Regions from separate parts of the Canis lupus genome. Here region 2 is linked to region 1. Evidence: chromatin contacts called from public Hi-C data. All regions are on one chromosome and are shown on one strand. The core of a region is the stretch at or near the end of the contact, and the rest is flanking DNA. Distances in the headings are between cores, read along the strand shown.

The links. Hi-C and Micro-C count contacts between places; a contact is called where the count stands out from the background.
Region 2: a Hi-C map of blood shows a contact between it and region 1, with 2.7 times the contacts expected there. The contact joins the promoter of ARPC5 here to the promoter of NMNAT2 in region 1. A contact is called at or near these places in 3 of 9 Hi-C or Micro-C datasets (amygdala and blood).

The regions. Positions count from the first base shown.
Region 1 is chr7:16,696,921-16,704,093 of UU_Cfam_GSD_1.0, forward strand. NMNAT2 (nicotinamide/nicotinic acid mononucleotide adenylyltransferase 2) reads right to left here and starts at 3,749. Exons shown (of 13, transcript XM_038542274.1): 1 at 3,453-3,749; 2 at 1,512-1,648. SMG7 (protein SMG7) reads left to right here and starts at 4,225. Exons shown (of 23, transcript XM_038542263.1): 1 at 4,225-4,412.
Region 2 is chr7:16,862,738-16,869,910 of UU_Cfam_GSD_1.0, forward strand. ARPC5 (actin-related protein 2/3 complex subunit 5) reads right to left here and starts at 3,905. Exons shown (of 4, transcript XM_038542275.1): 1 at 3,586-3,905; 2 at 1,144-1,216. The coding sequence starts at 3,728. It overlaps RGL1 (ral guanine nucleotide dissociation stimulator-like 1), which reads left to right and starts at 4,198. Exons shown (of 18, transcript XM_038542279.1): 1 at 4,198-4,601.

The DNA of each region.
Region 1 (7,173 bases), core at 2,499-4,998:
TGAATTTGGTAGGAATGTTAAGAGTAGCTTCCTAGCAAGTACTTGGTATCTGGTTGAAAACTGGACACTGTTTACTTGGGCGAAAATGCAGTTATATTAGGCTATTTTTAATGACAAACAGTTATTTAAAAATTTCAACCCTCCAGAATCGGACTCACATACATCCTGATATTGTATTCTTTTTGTTGTTGTTGTTGTTAATTTGACAGAGAAAGATAGAGAGAGAAAAAGAGCATGCAAGCACAATCAGAGGGAGTGGCAGAGGGAGCAGCAGATTCTCCACTAAGCAGGTGCGGGGCTTGATCCTAGGACCCTGGGATCATGACCTGAACCAAAGACAGGCACTTAACCAACTGAGCCACCGAAGTGCCCCCTGATATTGTAGTCTTTTCTGTGATCAGAGAGGAAATCTTTTAGCACTGAATAAGAATAGATTTTGGGGGATGCCTGGGTGGCTCAGTGGTTGAGTGTCTGCCTTCTGCCTAGGGTGTGATCCTGGAGCCCTGGGATGGAGTCCCACGTGGGGCTCCCTGCATGGAGCCTGCTTCTCCCTCTGCCTGTGTCTCTGCCTCTCTGTCTCTCATGAATAAATAAATAAAATTCTTAAAAAAAATAGATTTGGGTGCATGGTCAGACCTATGAATATTACAAAGAGTAGATAAGCTACAATTTAAAAACAATAATAGCTTGATATAAAAATAAGAGGGCAAAAAGAAAACTAACATTTGTCAAGTGCCAGCATTATATGTCAGTTATACTCAGTCACCTATATCATCAATAAAGTTCACAGAAACCTTGTAATAGGTAATGTTTTCATTTTGGTCAAGGAAGAAACTGAAGGGGACGCCTGGGTGGCTCCGTGGTTGAGCGCCTGCCTTTGGCTTGGGGCATGATCCCAGCATCCCAAGATTGAGTCCCACATTGGGTTCCCTCCATGGAGCCTGCTTCTCCCTCTGCCTGTGTCTCTGCTTCTGTGTGTCTCTCATGAATAAATAAATAAAATCTTAAAAAAAAAAAAAAAAAGGGAAGAAACTGAGGCTTAGAGACTAGGAGGGCAGAGGTGGAATGCACACTCAGGTCTGCTAGCTTATGCTCTTTCCACAAAATCATTTAGGCACAAACAAAAAACCCTTAAAATCAGGTAGGAATAGACAAAGTAAGTTTCTCTTTAATTTCTTTTGGTTTAGATGTAATGTGTATCTGCGGGGAAAAAAGTGAATAAACTCTACTGCATAAAGATACTTGTACTGTTCAAGTCTTTTGATGGGGGCAGTAGAAAGAGGTGAGATTGGAAAATGTACTTTAAGCAATATGTAAATTCTAGGTCATAATTTTTCTGAGGTTATTGATTTTCAAAAGTTATCTTCAAGATGAGCATTGATATTATTATTCTATCCAGTTTGTGGGGACATCGTAAGGCTACTGAAGAACTGCATAAAATTCTTAGGAAAGCTGCTATAAAATATAAAGATTATTTATATTTCTGTGTACCCCAAGTACTTTGTTCTTACCTTAATTACAGCACCCACCATACTGTACTCTTATCACTTCTCCACTCTCTGCTATGTCTACCAGAAGGTGGATTTCTCCAAGACAGGGACCCCAGGACCCTTTTTCACCATGGCGTCCATAGTAAACTGAACAGTGCCTGAAATATAATAAATGCTCAGTAAATGTCTAGAGAAAAAAGAAAAAGATTAGTGTTAAAAAAAAAAAAAGATTTTATTCACTTATTTGAGATAGAGAATGAAAGCAAGCAAGACAGAGAGATAGAGAAAGAGCTAGGGGAGAGAGGGAGGGACGGGGAGAGAGGGAGAGACAGAGAGAACCAGTGAGGGGGAGGCGCAGAGAGAGAGGGAGCAGCAGGATTTCTGCTGAGCAGAGAGCCCAAACACTGGGCTGGATCTCAGGACCCTGGGATCATGACCTGAGTCAAAGACAGACACTTAACCAACTGAGCCACCCAGGTGCCCCCGGGATTCATCTTTCTGATCCCAGCTCCCTTATTTCTGAAATGAGCAGATAGTAATATTCTCCTAGATCCCTTGGCAGGGGTGTCATGACGTATGCTCAAATACTGTCTATTGGCGACATAAGCCAGACATAAAAGATGTTATTGCGGGGATTACTAAGGGAATCATTATTTTACCCAACAGAATTTTTATTCTGGCTAAAGTCTTTTTTTTTTTTTTTTAAAGACCTGACCAACACATTTCCGGAAGGAGATGTAGGGTATTTTAGGGGCCATGTGGCAGTCCTCTCCATCCTTGGGCTCCAGAGTTGAAGGAAAAGCAGCACCTGCAGCGGAGCTGCGAGCCCTCTCTCACTAGGTGGCTCTCTTTTCCCCGAGTGGGCGCCGCCAGGGATCACACTGGCGCGGGAGGCGCGGGGAGGCGCGGGGAGGCGCGGCAGCACGACGGGCAGGGCACAGTTCACTCGCTATGTCGTTAATGATCATCTATCCTTGGGAATGTATTTCCTCCAAACGCGTGTATGTACGCGATGTCTCAGAAAGACACCGGCCTAATCTTGTAATAGGTGTGGTCACGGGGAAGGATCTTGAAAGTCTGGAAGACAGCAGGAGTCGGTGACCCAAACTCAGCCCAGACCGAAACAGCCGGGTAAAACCCCGACGTTACCCACCTGGTGGCCGCCCGGGGAGGCTCCACAGCCGCAACCCTCAAGTGCTTGGCAAAGCTGCCTAAGGGGTGCCCCAGGACGCGTTAAAGACGCGACTCGTCGACCACCCAGGACGTCCTTCAAAGCATCAGGACCCACAGCATTATTGACCCCCCCCCCATTCTTCATTTCTGGTTGTTAGCCCCAAATCTGATACCAAATGCAAATAACAGACTTTCAAAAGGATTTTTTTTTTTTTCCCTTTTCCCTCGATGCCTTGCATGGGAAGCTCGCGCCAGGCAGGGCCCAGGGTCTCCGGGACACGACTGCGGCCCGGCGGATACGGAGCGTGCAGGGCGGGGGGCCTCCGCCGGCGGCGTCCCCCCGCGTCCCGGGCTCTCCCGCCGGGAACCCCCGCGCCGAGTCCTCCGCGACGCGCTCGCCCACTAGCCCCGGCCTCCCCGCAGCGGGCGCGCGGGCTGCGGCGTGGGCGGCTCGGCAAGGGCGGCCCCCGCCCGGCAGCACAGGAACGCGGGCCGTCGGGGGCCGCTGTCCCCCCTCAGGGCCCCCGTCCGGCCGGGACCCCGCCCCGCGGCGCCCGCCGCAGTCCCGGGGAAGCCCCTCGCCCGCCCGGCCGCCCGCCTCCGGCCCCGGGCCTCTCCACGCCCCGCACGGGGACGACAGGACGCCGGGGGTGGTTCCCGCCCGCAGGCGGGTGAGGCGAACGCCTCGGGGTTCCTCCCCCCGCCCCCACCCCGCCCCCATTGTTGCGGGAAGGGGAAAGGGAAGAGGAAGTGAACTTCACCGCCCGGGAGATCACCCGGATTCCTGACCTGGGGGAGGCTTTCAGGCGGAAGGGAAGCCAAGGGGGAACCCCGGGCACTTTCCCGGGAATCCATTCGCCCCGGGAGGGTCACCCAGTCCGCGCACACTGGTTACTATGACAATACAACCACAGCCTCCAGTTGCCATGGCAGCTGTTGATCCAATCCGACCGGTTTCCTTTCTCTTCCTCCCCGGGCTCCACCCCATCCCCTTCAACAGTCTCCAGGCGTGCAGGGGGAGGGGCCCCCCAGCGGGGGAGGGGTCCTGAGCGTCACTCTCTGCGGCGCGAGGGGAGACTAGAGTGGAGGGACTGGCGGGCGGAACTGGAGGAGGGAGGGACAGCGTTTCCGGCAGGGAAGACTGGAGGAGCGGAAAAAGGAAGCGAGGAATCGGGTGGAGTGGAAAGACGGGGGAAGACTTTGAGTGTAACTCCCGGGTGATTTGGGCTCGATGTGCCCGGCGAGGCCGGGGTTGCCCCCTCGCGCGGGAGAGGGCTGGACCGGCCGGAAGCCGCCAAGCGCCTCCGGCAGGCCGCTCAGCCGCCGAACAGGGGCCTCACGGCTAGCCGATCCCAAGAGGCAGCGCCACAGAGAAGCAGAAGTCACCGGGAGGGCCGGGCGCCGCTGAAATCTCGCGAGAGGGACCCCCACTTCCGTCCTCGGCTTCTCCCCCCTCTTTCCCCCCGCCCCCTTCCCTTCTCCCTCCCCCTCCCCCCTCCCGGGTCGGAGTGTCCCTGCGCCCCACGGGCCGGAGCAGCAGCGAGAGCAGCTTTCCCCGCTCCCTCCCCCTCGCCTCACTCACCCCCACCCCCCCGCCGAGCGAGGAGGAGCCGGAGGAGAGGAAGATGGCGGCGGCCGCCAGCACCCGCGGTGCCGCGGGGCCGCTTCGAGGAGCCTGAGAGACCCACAGAGGCTTCGCGGGAAGACGCGGCGGCGGAGGATGAGCCTGCAGAGCGCGCAGTATCTCCGGTGAGTGCAGAGGCCGGTCCCGGACGCGGGGGGAGCAGGTCGAGGGTCGGGGCGCGGAGCAACAGACACGGCGGCGGGGCGGCGGGGCGGCGGGGGAGTTGCTGTGTCCTCTCCTTCCCCGGTGGGGAGGCGGGGGCTGCGAGGGGCTCCGCGGGAGGGGGCGGGGCGGGCACACTCCCGAGTGCCTGGCCCCCCGTGGGCCCGCCGGAGTTCCAGCGCGGCCAGCTCGTCCGGGTGCCGGGAAGGAGGTTAGGGAAGCGTGAGAATGTGTGTGCGCGCGCGCCCCCCGGGGTCGCAGGCTCGCTGGGGGGGGGGGGGGCGGGGGCCGCGACCCCGGGGGGGGTGGGTCTGGAGTCTGACCCCCGGGGTGAGGGGAGCGTGGGGTGGGGTGGGGCGGCGCGTGGGGCGAGGACGAGGTGGAAGTCTGCACACCTGGTGGGGGGTGGGGGGTGGGGGGGGGGGGGGGAGACCGCTGGAAACCCCAGTCGAGTCTTTATTCTTAGGTTGAAAGTGCTGAGGAATAATGTCATCTGTAGTTAGTTGGCGGGGTGGAGGTGAGAGCATAAAGAGGGGTAATGGACGAGGAAGTGAGGAAAGAGGGAGGTACTATGGACGGTGCTGTTGGGTTCCCCAGAAGAAACTGAGTTAGAATTAGTGTAGTCGGAAGATACCATTCTGAGAGTCGTGTGCATTCGTTAAGAGTGGTGTAAGGAACTTGGGTGTCGGAGGTAGAGTGACGCACGGGTACCGAGCGTGTGAGTAGGGGATGTGGGTCTGGGGTGGTGTAAAGGGAGCGACTGACCAGCATTTTAGGAAGGGGCAGATTAGGTACATTGGGACCAGGTACGTGGTGGCGAGGGCGTACTGAAAGGAAAGACACCAGCGATTGTGCAGCCAGGAAGGTTCCATGGAAGCAGAATGAGAGGTATAAGAGGGTCAAAAATCTCGATGTCAGACAAATAAAAGGTTGTTAGAGCCCAAGGTTAATTCGGGAGAATTGCTACTTCTTAGAAAAAGGGGAAGGAAGATCTTAAAACGGATCCTTTTTGTCTTTCAGGAGCAGAACTAAGGCAGGCTTATGGGAAGATCTTTAAGACAATGGTTTCATACCTTGTAGAGGAGGGAATTGAATGGGGTGTTAGAAGTCTGAAATGCGCACAAAAGTCACTTTAGCTGTGTAGTGAAGTGAAAAGTATTGATGTGTGTGATTGGCATAATCTATATGCATATTGCAAGAGAAGGTAAGTAGTAAGTGTACAGGAGGGTGGCTGTTCTACTTATGAAAGTAGTAATAGTTGCCTTAAGCAAAGTGTGGAAAAGGGAGAATGATGAGATCTTTGGATTACACTTGAATGCCTGAGTTTAACAGTGACAGGATCCACACAACACGTGTGGCCAATGACCTTAGGGTAGTTGGAATGCTATCTTTCTATCACAGTCCTTTTTCTTCACTATTATCCTTTTGTTGTTTAACTTATCAGGTAAACTTAATAAATATAGCTGTGGGAAACGTCTATGCTAGATGTTGTAGAGGGGGGATATGGGAGCCATCAGGACTGTACTTAATTTTAAGGAATTTGCAGTTTAGCGTATTAGGCAAGTAAATTAATAATAGCACAGAGCAAAATATGGCAGGTGTCAAAAAGACGCCAAGTGTCATGAGAGTCCAAAGGCAGGAGATTACCTGAGCAGTTGGGGGGTTGGGGAGTCAGGAAAAGCTTCCTTTGTTCATTTGTTAATTCATACACTCATGATTCATCAGTCATTTTGTTGATCACCTATATGGGAGGCATTGTCCCAACTGCTGAGAATAGAAAAGAACTCCACCCTCTCCTTACAGTTTATAGTTTGTTAGGTTTCAAGGAGAGAATGGCACTTAAACCATTTTAAGTTACCCGAAGGATAAGTATAATTCTGACAGTTGTGGATTGAGAATGGGGAATCCAAATGGAAGGAAACTGAACAGAGATATGAAGATAGGAAGGCCAAGGAAGGTGTTTAGTCTAGTTAAACAATGTAGGGTGATGCACCTGGAAACACTTAAATACATTTTTTTTTTTTTTATATATAGATGAAGTGTGACCCCTTCATTTTACACATGAGGGAAGTATAGCTCAATGAAGGAAAAATTGTTGAGGACCATATAGCTGGTACATGGAAGCTCTGTAACTCAAATGTAGGTCTTCCAACTCCGTATCAGCCGTACTGTGTGACATGTCTGGGCTCATCCATTCCTTCCACAAATATGTATTGAGAGCTAACTATATGTCAGTTACTCTTTTAGGCACTGAGGGTAGAATGGCGAACAAAAGAATAAACATAGGAAGGTATATTCTAGTATGATTATGCAGTCAATAAACATATGAACTGATAACCGTGTTTGTCAGGTGGTGACAAGAACTAGGAGGAAAAAGCAAGATATGGTTATCTTGTTTTATGTAGACATGGTGATCAAGGAAGACCTATTAGATCGGGTGCCCCATATTTGAGAGTCTTGAATCATGATCTGTAGTTTATAGTTAAAATGGATGAACAATGAAGAATCTGAGACAATTTGTTAGAAGAGCATTCTCGTGTTCATAGGCAGTAGGGAGATGAATCTACGTAATGCAATAATGAGCAGTTAGGACTAGAGATAGTGGAATAGAAAGGTATGAAAAGCAGACTGGGAGAGGTGATAGTTTTAATGGGAAGATTGGTTGGCTTTGAGAGGCTTCTTTGTTAATCTGTTTTATATTTCGCGAATCATCATGGCATTTAG
Region 2 (7,173 bases), core at 2,655-5,154, 170 kb after region 1:
GGAGTTTACAGAATGTTTCTACCACCTATTGCTGTCTTCAGTTTAAAGACTAAGCAATTACCCAATTTAGAAAAATATTCTTACAACCACAGCTATAACTTCCCACCCACAAACTGTGATAAAAACTCACCCATATAAAAGCAGAAGGTGGTAAAATTGAAATCTCAATGACGTCCCTCACCACTTTCAAAAACCAAAGAAATGTTTCCTCTCATTGTTGCCTAGATAATTATTATGCATTTACCTAAGTTATTACTAGTACTCAAATTAAAGAGATCCTTAGGGCTCCTACAGACAATGGGGTCAGAGCTCTGGGCTTCATTTTATACAATTAGTAAGTAAGTTCTCAAGTATTTCCGGAAAGACTGTTGCAGGGAACGTTAAGTCATGTTTTTCTGAAGGGCAATTTGGCAATGCCACTTGTAACAAAAGCCTTAAAAAATGGCATTCTAAAACCCGGCAATTCGCTTCTAGGAATTTATTCAAAGGAAATAATTAACAGTTTACTCAAAATTGTTCATTTCCGTACTGTTTACAACAACAAAAGGTCAATAATCTAAATACATGACAAAAGATTAGTTATATGTAAACTGCAGCATATCTATATGCAGCCATTAAAAAAGGTGCTTATAGAAATAAACTTACTGCCAAGGAAAGATGTCCATGTATATCATTAAAAAAGCCAATTACAAAACTCCCTTTTTATTTAAAAAACAACTACTAAGAGACAAGCTCTGTAAGCATATAACACCAGAAAGTAAAGACCGATGATCTCTGGGCAGTGGGATGATGACGATTACCCCTTTTTGCCTCTCTCTGAGTTTTCTATAAACATTTAATACTTGGATAATTTAGAAAAATTTTTAAAAAGCAACCAAATAGAATCTATTTATTTTGTAAAAGTATTGTTTATTCTTCAGGCCTATGCTCCAATTCCTCGAGTGCCTCCATTAAACACACTGAAATGGTCTCTCATAACTCAGTATTAGAGTGAGATTATTTTCATATGTAAATTTTTACCTAACAAACTACACAGAGTAAGCTCCTGTATGTCAAAGACAATAAACAGTTAAACTATTTGTTGATTCCATGATACTTCAGAGGATTTTGGAAAGAATGCTAAGACACCAGCGTCTGACTCACCTTCACGGCCTGACTCTTGGTGTTGATAGGGGGATTTTTCAGAGCTGCCTGTAGGGCGGCTGTCATGTTTCCTGTGATGGAGGTTAAGGGGATAGCAGCAAAGGGGAGCCTTCAGAAAAACATCGGAACTACCAGGTATCATTGGTTCTTAAGACTTGACTTTATACGTAGAAAGAAAAATTACCACGATCGCTATGTTCAATATTGGAAAACTCAGTATGTTGGTTTCAAGGATGTCAATCACATGTAAAACACAGAGAACATAAGAGGAGGTAATAAGGCAAAGACCAGTTCCGGCCTGGCTCTAATTACTAAATGAACACTTCGAGAGCCTTTTATTTTCCAGTAAGACACATATGAAACATTATTCAGAGTGATACGTATATTTTAAATTACATATCTACGTATTAGAATTATTAGGTCCCCAAATGAAACAGCATACCCTCAACCAAAATGTCTTTTTATGTGATTCTTAACTGGAAAAATATGGACCAAACTTTTGCTAGAATTATATTCTATCTTAATTGAAATACTTGTAGAAAATGCTGGTAATTATTCCAGCACTCTACATGATACACATTAGTAACCTCTCAATATTAACAAAAGATCTAATAATTCAATGTCCTTTAGGCTGTAGCTTAATTTTTCTGTTTTGCATATTTTCTCTTATACTTCCAAAAAGGTCATTGACACTGTTTTAGGTCATACCTATTAAATTTAGTCTTTGAAAGCACCAGTGAGTTAGCAAGTATGAGACACGGAAGGCCAATCAGACTGTCAGAATATACAGTCATTCCCCTAAAAGGAAAACCACAGAGTTCATTTGTTCCTCCATCTGTAGTGCCTGACTAGAGCTGGTCTCTTCTGGTTGCAACAAGAGAAGAGACAATATCTTTTAAGATAAAGAGATTAGAAAGCAGATCCATTTTATGGATCCAGCCGTACCAGTTGAGAGTCAGCACCCATCAACCTAAAGTTAGTTCACAAAACGTCATTTATCCATTACAAAGAATGTTTTCAGACAGAATAATGTTCATTGCTTATGTTTGGAAAAAAAAGAACAAAACAAAACCAAAACACCCCAAAACAAAAACCCCCTATGGCTGGTGGTAAGCTGTTATTTCCAAGGCTTAACAAACTTCTAGAAAAGCTTCCTTTGGCAGACTGGCTCATTTTTAAGACCTTAAAGCACTTACGTATTTAAATAATGCAACAGAGCAACAGCTGACTGTGAGAGTTGTGGAAATCAAAGAAACATCTGTATGTTGGTAAATGTTTAATGCTGTATTTTAGGTGCCTTTAAGACTAGATATAGTCACAACCAATATTTTCACTCCTATTTCCCCATTATACTTTAATAGAACATTGATGAGGAGAGGTTTAAAAAGTCTTCCCTATCTTATGAATACATTCAAGAATAATTAGAAGTGAGTGAATTCAGTAATTGAGAATCTCTAGAACTACAGCTTTAGCTGTTGCAACATTTACATTTTTCTAAAAGAGATGTGGTGCCAAATACTCGCTCAACACTGATGAATATTCAAATATGCAAAAAAAAAAAAAAAAAAAAAACAACACCAAAAACCCCAGGAACTGACAGCCGCATTTTAACTGAAATGGAAATGGATTTCAGGATTGCAAAAAATAAAAAATAAAAAAAATAAAAAATGATGCTGCTTTGCGCAAAATGACTCATCGTCTATTTTGCTCATCATCTACTTTATTCACTGGGGCTTATCTTAAATATTTCCAGGGATTCTCCACCTGCCATCCCTGTGCATTGTCCCCTTGCTTCGCAGGTAGAAGCCTCCAAGCTTCCTTGTCGGGAGCTGGCCGTTTCGTACTCACTCCGTTTCCCCGGGGCTAACACATTCGTATCTGCAACAAATTCCTTTCTCTGTAAATAACTATAATTATTAAAAGGGCCCAGGGGCTAAAAAGGCCAGGGGGCCTCGACCGTGCACACCGCCCCATGCCTCCCCGCGAGGAATGAACTCTCCTAACGCGGCCGAAGAGCGAACCGCCAGCACCACGACGCAGGCAGCCCGCTCCCCGCAATCGCACACCTCCGGAGGGGCGGGGGGACCTCCGTGACCTCGGGCCCGGGCCCCTGCCCCTCCCCCCGGGGCCGGCGGACAGCAGCCGAGGCCTCCCCTCCGAGCCCCGAGGGCGCGGCCGCCCCGCCGCTTCCCGGGGCAGCGACTCGGGCCGCCACCTGAGGAGTCGGGGCGGGGGCGGGCTCCGGGGTGACCCGGGGTGACCCGGGGTGACTCGGCTAGACGCGGGAGCGCCCCCGGCCGCCCGTCCGGCGGACCCCGCAGGGCCAGAGCCGCCGCCCCTGCCCCGGGAGCGGCCCGGCGGGCGGGGTCCCCGGGCGGGGTCGCGGGGTCCCGGGGCGGGGCGGGGCGGGAGCGCGGGGAGGCCGGCAAACGCCAAGGATATTGCCGCAGGCAGGAGTCCACCTCGCCTTCGTCGGGCCCGGCCTGCCCGTCGCCCCCGTCCTCCTCGTCCACGAACTTGTTCTCGTCGTACTCATCCACGTCCACCTTCCGGAACCGGGCCGACGACACCGTGTTCTTCGACATCGCGAGCCGGACCGGCGGCCTAAGCCTCCTCTCGGTGCTGCCTCGCCCTCGGGAAGCGCAGCCCACCAGGAACCCGCAGCCCGGGCGCCTTCACTTCCCTCTTCCGCTCTGGGGCGTCGCCGGCAGCCGCGGCTCGGACGCTTCTGGGCCTGCGCGCTGGCGGCGCTCCTTCCTCCTCGGCGACATGCTCTCCGCCCGCCGCCCACGCCGCCCCCGCTCCTCCCGGGCGCGCGCGCGAGGGACGGCGCGCCGGGCGCAGTGCGCAGGCGCGGGCTCGCGGCAGGAAGGGGGCGGGGCGGGGCGAGGGAGGCGGGGGCGGGCGGGGGCGGGGCCGGGGGCGGGCCGAAAGCGGCGCCGCGGGCAGAGGTGAGAGGCGATTGGCCGTCCGCGGGCGTCACGTGATCCCCAGGGGGTTTCCATAGCAACGCTTCTCTGCGGTCCCGCGGAAGGGGGGCGGCGGGGGTCTTAGGCTGGCGGCTATGGGCTCTGGGGGCGGGTGGCTCCTGCTGCCGCCGCCGCCGCCGCCGCCGCCGCCAGCGACCTGTCGCCGGGGTCCTGCGTGAGGTCCGGCTGGCCCGGACTTGCCTGTGGGGTGGGATGGACTGGTGGCCGGACCGAGTCCCCTGCAGTTGGCAGGAGTATGGGGCGGAGTGATGCGCGCCCGGGCGCCCAGCGTCGGTCTAGTTGTCAGAGGCATCACTTGGGACCGTGCGCTGCCCGTGGCTGCGTTCCTGAGCCGGGAGCCCCTTTCCCGGGGCTGGAGCTACGCCGCGCGGCCAGCGGGAAGTCCCCAAGGACGGAGTCGAAAGGTCGTCTCTTATCTGGCTGTGCTGTGTGACAGCATCCCGACGGCACCTGCAGAGCCTGAACTAGGTATCATCTCCTTGGGGAGGGAGACGGAGGTTCTGGGCAAGGGCTCGCGTGGCAGACCTGGGGCGGACCTGTGGAATTTGGGGTAGGGTCAGTCACCGGCATCTTAAAAATAAGTGGTGGTTTGGAGCAAGCACGGAAGAAAAGGATAGGGGCGAGCTATGCCCTCCGGTGCTGTGGGGAAACAAAACGTGTGAGGATTAGTAGGTTTGAGATGAAGATTTATATTTGTGATTTGAGATTTATATGATCCTGCTAGGCCAGCTTTTTATTACATTGGACATCCTCGTTTCTGAGAGCAAAGCCCTTACTGAGGAGGCAAAGGCACTAACACTAAAGAAATGGTAGTTGTGCTGTGTGTGTAACACCGAAGCACAAATATTTGCAGAATAAAATTATTTTGGACATTTAGCTGGACGCTGCTCAGATAGCTTTATGTTTTCCTGACATCCTCTCAGGTCTCGTTCAATTCCACCTCTAGCAGAAAGCCAGCTGTTGCCCTGTTGATACCCCAATCCTTGGTTTCCTGTGCTGTATTGAAACGAGCCCTGGACTTAGAATCAAAAACCCTGGCTGAAGTATTGACTTCCACTCATAATCTATTTGATTGAGGCATGCCACTTAAAATCCTCAATTTCAGGTTCCTCGTTGCTAAAGTGGAGCTAATAATAACGTACTTCGCGAGATTGTTCTGAGGACTAAGTACGGGAAAGTGTTCTGAAGCTCTAAAATTCTACATAGATGCAAAATGCATGTTACTTGTACCATTGATTTTGGCGTTAGTCTTACGAATTACTTAATGACATATCATGTTTTATCTTGCTCCTGGAAGAGATCAAAAGATTCTGGAGGGCAAAGACTTGCCTTTTATTTATTTTGTATCTTGCTTTACATCTGATGTAATGCTAAGCATGCAGGCAGTGCTCAATACATTCTGGTACTCAATTATTCATTGATGAATGAATAAAATGTGAAAGGCAGTACAGTTTGAAAGTCACACTGAACATAATGAATCAGTAAGAAAAGGAAGAGAGATCTCAAAATCAAACATTTGTGGGACAGATATGCATACATATGTATATATGTATAGCTGTATCTACACTGACATATATACATAGTTGTATATGTATGTATGTGGATATATATACATGTATAAATATATGGAGAGAGACTGAAAGAGTTCACAGGAATGGAATGCACCCTTTCTTCTTGGAAGGAAGAAGCAATATGGCATTTTTCTCCTCCCAATTAAACCACCCTTCTGGAAAATTTATCATTTAGGTGATAGAAGTGACATTTCTTTAAATTAACATTCAAGTTATCTGCAAACACATGATAAAAACTCTCCCCCATACTGTTTTAACAGAGCAAAGGAAAATTTTCTACCTGTTGGTAATATTTATTTTAAAAAGTCATATACCAAAGTATCAGACCATTACTATGGTAAGTGGCATTATATAACTTAGAATATAAGATTTGTTTTAATATTTCTTCCTCAGTCTCAATCTTTTGCTAACTTTAGTAAGAGCCAAACAGTGTACTTGTTTTGATGTTGAAGACGATTGCACTTTTCCCTTCTTATAAATCAAGATTTTCTTTGAAGGGAAAATTGAACATTAGAGAAGTGCTACTGAGAACAAACAGAAACAAGAATTTAAGACTAATGTATCCCTTCTCTTACATTTCTCTTCTTTTGTATTAGGTTTTATTTAGACGGTGTCTTTATTGTCTTATTTTAGAACTGGGAAAGAATCCTGGGGTAGAAATCAACTTAAGGGAATAGTGAGAGGAATTTAAAAAATCGAGTTGCTCAAGGGTATAATTGATTTGATTACTCAGAATTTTGCTGTATATGTTGAATATGTTAAATATAATTAATCAATTCTCAGTTGCATAATACATTTAAGATGTAATAATGTCGAAAAGGTCCTTTTCCAATGCGGTATTTTTTATCATCTCACGATGCTAAGTACCTAGTACATAGTAGGTATGAAACACATTTCTACCCAATGAATAATCTGACAATTTTGCAATCATATTTAGAGATTGGGTATTTCTTAATGGACACTTTAATTTCCTCCCTACCCCAATCAGCTAACAGTTAAATCTATAAAGCTTTAGGGAATGTGTGTGTGTATGTGTGTGTGTGAAGAAATCTGTCTTTAATTATCTTTTACTTATTTTGCAAATGACAATTTTTAATGTTAATCATAGTACTTAATTCATTTTAGATACTATTACTCTCCATATTTTAATTTTTCAAATGAGTGTTTATCCCTAAAATAAAGGATCCGTAACGTTTTAAGACATTTTATTTATTGTGCAAATAACTTGGTTTGGCTGAATACTAATGACTAGATCTCAATTTTCTCAAGGTTAGTGCTGCATGATAGAGTGTAGCTCCTTTTTATTATCTGTGATAATGCAAAGAGTAAAAGATCTTTTTAATTAGAAGGGATTTTGATAAAACCGTTTTATAATAGATCTTTCCTTTCAGATATTTTAAGCTGAGTACTCTACCTACCATGTGCTTCTTTTCCCCAGCCTTGCCACTAAATACTCAACGAAGACATTG